2 separate regions of the Lactuca sativa genome follow, and region 2 is linked to region 1. A link is a contact called in public Hi-C data. All regions are on one chromosome and are shown on one strand. Each heading gives the region's core, a stretch centred on a gene start, on an enhancer-like site or on the middle of the called end of the contact. The rest is flanking DNA. Distances are from core to core; before and after follow the strand shown.

What was found. Hi-C and Micro-C count contacts between places; a contact is called where the count stands out from the background.
Region 2: a contact with region 1 is called in a Hi-C map of leaf, with 6 times the contacts expected there. The contact joins the promoter of LOC111880497 here to the promoter of LOC111880531 in region 1. A contact is called at or near these places in 4 of 4 Hi-C or Micro-C datasets (bud, leaf and seed).

Annotation. Positions count from the first base shown.
Region 1 is chr5:28,993,292-28,996,130 of Lsat_Salinas_v11, reverse strand. LOC111880531 (malate synthase, glyoxysomal) reads right to left here and starts at 1,481. Exons shown (of 4, transcript XM_023876963.2): 1 at 949-1,481; 2 at 128-453; 3 at 1-56. The coding sequence starts at 1,353.
Region 2 is chr5:29,249,889-29,252,684 of Lsat_Salinas_v11, reverse strand. LOC111880497 (protein PLASTID TRANSCRIPTIONALLY ACTIVE 10) reads left to right here and starts at 1,465. Exons shown (of 11, transcript XM_023876923.3): 1 at 1,465-2,240; 2 at 2,366-2,425; 3 at 2,504-2,533; 4 at 2,689-2,762. The coding sequence starts at 1,512.

The DNA.
Region 1 (2,839 bases), core at 232-2,731:
CAATTCCGGCCATTTTCTCAGCGCGCTCAAACACATTGTTCCATATCCTCGCTTCCCTGCCCACACAACTCCATTAGGAAACATCGCAAAAACAATGTTTCCGGTGACCAATCGGTGGTAAAGTTACCTGGAATTTTCCATTTTAGGGAGATAGAAGAAAGGCCCGTATCCTTCGCCTTGTGTTTTACGGAATGCTGCGTGGTTGTGGTGGAAATAGAGGCCGAAATCAACGAGGCAACCGATTGCGGGTTCGCCATCGATGAAGATGTGGGACTCAGGTAGGTGCCAGCCTCTGGGACGAACAAAGAGCTTGGCGATTTGATCATTGAGTTTGTATACCCTGTTTCTAGCTTTGTCCTGAAAGCTGATTGTGCCATTCACAGCATCCTTTAAGTTCACTTGTCCTTTCATTAGGTTCTCCCATGTTGGCGATAGTGCATCTTCAAAATCAGCCTGTTTTGTTTTCATTCATGATAAGGCTTGTTTAGTTTATTAATTTCAGGGTTTGTTATTCTTAAGAATCTGATAACATTTAAGAATTCAAACAAGCTAGACTATACGTCTCCTACAAAACCCAACTTACAAACCCTATGTATTGATTTATATGTTAAATTATCGAACGGATTATTTGAGAGTTAGTTTAGTTGGAAAATAAAATGTTATAATCTTTTGAGCCTCTTAAAAACCCACTGGTCCAATACTACTAACCCAATAGCACAATACTAGTATTTAACTATAAACTACTAGTTTAGACAAACTTTGTCATTTGTTTTTATTTAATCAAAGCAAAATTGCAAAATACTAGCAATAACAACTAATAACTATTTCGTTTATTCTTAGGTCCGTATTATTTTGGTCGCGCGTTATGATTACTGTTGGATGATCATGCAAAGTTGCAAACAAGTAAACTATTGAAAAAACAAAATGCATGAAACAAAAATCACTCACCATGAAAACCTTAGCTCCAGAATTAAGTGCATTAATGATCATCTTCCTCTCCACCGGACCCGTTATCTCTACTCTCCGATCAGCCACCGCCGGCGGCACCTCCGCGCACATCCAATCCCCATCTCTTACGTTCTTCGTTGCTGGATCAAAACCTGGCAACCCACCGGAATTATACCGCATCTTAGCCTCTTTCCTACACTCCATTGCATACTTAACATGGTTCCTGAACTCTCTCTGTAAAGCAGCCACAAATATCAAAGCATCTTTCGTAAGAATCTTGGCAAACTCTTCGTCATATCTGCCTCTGATGTCTACTCCCTCCGGAACATCGTATCTGCCACCTACGCCGCCACCGGGGATCTTTTTCATGGCGGTGTCACCGTAATACCCCACACTCATTGCCATGTTTGGTGATACACAAACTGAACTGTGTGTCGATAAAGTGTGTTTTTATATATAGTTGTTATGGGCTAGCGAAGTTTATAAAGAAAGTGTAGGGGTGTAGGGGATAACGATGGAAATGGGTTGGGGGTGGATTTACGTGCATAAGATAATAGAATGTGACGATAGTTTTTGTATTGTTGATAAGATTGGGGAATGGGAATGGGGATGATCGATCTTCTTGGGCTTTGGGATCGATAAATTATTGTTTTTAAGTTACAATTGCTAAAAAAAAAAAAAAAAAAAAAAAAAAAAAAAAAAAAAAAAAAAAAAAAAAACTAGAGATGTCAAAACGTATCCGGTAATTTGGATTGAATAATTGTTTAATATGTTTTCTTAGAATGATAGAGGTATTAATAACTGTTAATATATATTTTGGTCTAATATATAAGTTTTGATTTGAATTAGACTAGTGTCTTTGAATTAGACTGTAGACATCTTGTCCAATCTATATTAATTTTATAAATATTATAAAGATTATATGATTAGAACAATAATACTATTATCTTTTAATATGGTAATTTAAAAGTTGTATATATAAAAAACATGTTTTGGAATCATTTTGGATAGTTTAATTTAGTTTTAATAAATAGTTTTGTTTTATTAATTTGAATAGTTAGAAATGTAGCATAATTCAGTTTATTTCATACAAAAATAATATGAATATTAGACTCTGAGTAAAAGTCCAAAAAACGGATGACCACACTCGACTATTGTTTCCAATTTGCCTAGGGAAATGAACCTTGGATAAGTTAATAATTTACATTTGTCATTGGAACAAAGGGGAGCGGTGTCACGTCATCAATGTCGTCCCATGCCTCTATATTTTTATTTTTTAATTTTGAGTAAATTGCAAAAATGGTCCCTGTGGTATGCAAAATTTTGGGGTTTTAGTCCAAACAGTGATTTTTTTGGTTTCGTAGTCCTTTTGGAGTGGTTTGTATGCAAAAATGGTCCCTCCGAAACTGAAATGACTATAATACCCTTGAGGTATTTATTTTTCATTTTTCTTTCATTATTCTTAAAATTTAATATTTATTTATTTATTTTAACAATTAAAAAAATAAAAAAGGGCTCACCTCTCTCTCTCTCTCTCTCTCTCTCTCTCTCTCTCTCTCTCTCTCTCTCTCAGACAAGCCTTCATCTTCCCTCTTTCAAACCTTAATTCGCTGTCAAAATTGAGACCCAAAAAATCGCGATTTACTCATATACACAATCGAGAAATCGAGGTCATCAACTAGTGGTTGTTCATCATCTTCTCCGTCGCCTGCAACTTCGCGAGTAACAGCGGCAATACCTCGAGATCGGAATCCAGGAAGCGTGGTTTTGGGGAAGCAGAAGTTTAATCTGAGCGAAGTAGAAGAGGTAGAGGAGGAGCGCGTCTCTTGAAAGGGCGGAATGAAGACAGAGCTTGAAAGAGCTTCCATGGAGCAAGAACGAAAGATTATAT
Region 2 (2,796 bases), core at 216-2,715, 260 kb before region 1:
GTAATTATCTAACATGATTGACAGTGAATCTTCTCTAAAAACTCGAGTTTTTAACAATGAATAAGCCCGTCAATATTTTTTTTTTCTTTCTATCAATTCAACCCATAAATTAAAGAACATTAAAAGGATTAGATTCATTAATCCAAGGATTAGATTCATTTAACAACGCTATTCTTATAATAAACATAAAAGGAGCTAAATTGTATACAAAAGAAATGATTTTGACAAAAGTATCATGTCTCATGAGTTTTCTTCATTTGTATTTTAGAAAATTTTCAAATTTGTTTAATGATCTTTATTGTTTATTTTATTTTGTTTAACTGGTAATCTTTTTCAGACAATAATATCAAATATATCAAATATGATGGTCTTAAAAGTTAATAATTTGGAAAAAAAATGCAAATTGTAAAAGCTAATGCTATAAGTACATTTATTTTACAATTCCACCCATTGTGATTTTTTTTGTCCCTTTTATCTTTTTTTTTTTGTTTATTATTATTATTATTATTATTATTATTATTATTGTTGTTGTTGTTGTTGTTGTTGTTGTTGTTGTAAATATCGATAAGCGTATAAAATTCGGACGATATTATAAAATTCAACCGACTATATAAAATTGAACAAAATCAAAGTTTGTCTTTATTTATCACAAATATTAATTGGTTCAGTATAACAATTGCGTGGTGTGTTATGCGGATTGAAAACAGTTAGTCGAACACTATATAATGTTTTCCATGCAATCGAATGTTCTGATCTGTATATAGGGAAAAGTTTAGACAAAACATTAGACAATATATATGTTCATTGTAAGTCAACCATTACATAATGGTTATGGTGAGCCTGGATCAACATTGTAGTTGTTGATGATGAAAAAATGTTCCGATAGACGAAATAATAATAATAATAATAATAAAAAAGATTGTTTATGAATGAATGTGATGGAACGACAAATAAAAGTAAGTTTTTTTATCTAATTTAAAATTATGCTTGTATTTAGAGTGTAATTTCAATATGAAAAGTAAGTTTTTATTATTAATAATAATAATAATAATAATAATAAGTAAGCTTTTTTATTCAATATGAAAATATGATAATAAATGAACAAAAATATATTTTCCAATATGTAATTGTATTTGTAGTGTAATTCTAAAAAAAATAAGTTTTTTTTAAATAATAAAAATAATCTAATAAATAAAAGAAAAGAACAATAAAAAAAACAAAAAAAAAAGCAAAAAAACAAAAAAATAATGTCAAAAGATAAATAATCGATTAGATGAAGTTAGGAAATAAAAAAAAATAAAAAAGATACTTATAGCAAAACCCATTATAAAACCTATCTTTACAATTCACCATAGTTTCGTGATCCATTTGAAATTAAAAAAACAAAGATTGATTGCCTATTACAGTCCCTATGTTTACTTTTTCTTTACAATTCGGTCAGCATAGTTTCATACACTACAATTACATAACTACTCAAACCAACTTTATCCACTCTGAGCAAGCAAGTGAGAATGCAAACCCTCTTAAACCCTCATCCCATCTCCTTTCTTCCTCCTCCAAAAATCCTAAATCCTAGTAAGCTATTCAAATCCCGTAATATAAACCCATCCCTTCACTTCATCTCAACTGGAAAATTCACCGTTAAAGGTTTCTCAGCGGACGAATTCCCGGTCGATGAGGATTTCATCGAAAAATTCGGTCCCAAAGACGTGGAAACTGAAGATGAAGCCCGTCGCCGCAACTGGATCGAAGGAGGTTGGGCTCCATGGGAGGAAATCCTTACTCCAGAAGGAGATTTCGCCAGAAAATCACTCAACGAAGGAGAAGAAGTAGCATTGGAAAATCCTGATTCGATTGAAGCCTTCAAAATGTTGAGACCTAGTTACAGGAAGAAGAAAATGGAAGAATTAGGGTTAACAGAGGACGAATTTTACGCGAAACAGTTCGAGCTTAAGGGCGACATTCCGGAGCCCTTGAAGACGACATGGGCAGGGCCGCTGGTGGTCCGTCACGTGCCACCGCGAGATTGGCCGCCGAAGGGGTGGGAAGTGGATAAGAAAGAGCTGGAATTTATCAGGGAAGCTCATAAGTTTTCAGCTAGAGTTGATCTTGAGCAAGTACAGAATGAAGCAAAAAGCAATACAGATGATTTGTGTTTGGACAGATATAAGGTGTTTCTGAAGCAGTATAACGAATGGGTGGATGCGAATAGAGATAGATTGGAGGAGGAATCATATAAGGTTCATCCCAACACTCAATTCTTATAGTAATTCCTCAACTTGTAATTAATACTCACTTTGAAAACACCCCATAATTCCAAGCTATTCATGTTATACACTAATGAGATCCATAATTTTTGATACAGTATGATCAAGATTATTTTCCTGGTAGAAGGAAAAGAGGGAAAGATTATAAAGAAGGAATGGTAAGTTTTGAAATAATGTGAACCAAAATCGATGATGATCTTACGTTTTCTTACCCACTTTACCTTTCCCTTCTGCAGTACGAGCTACCATTTTACTACCCCGGACAAGTAAGTTTTACTGCTCTGTAATTCTCTTGAGCCATGTATAAGTATGCACTTGCATTGATTTTATTACCAAAATGAACCTGTAAATCTTATTATCCAAATAGCAATTCATGCTATAAACGTACTTACATACATACATATATGTATATCTTGTGCAGATTTGTGTTGGTAAAGTGACTACTTTGCATCTTTATCAAGGAGCTTTCGTTGACATTGGAGGTGTTCATGATGGGTAAGTCTTGATAAATGATGTGTATTAAGTCGTT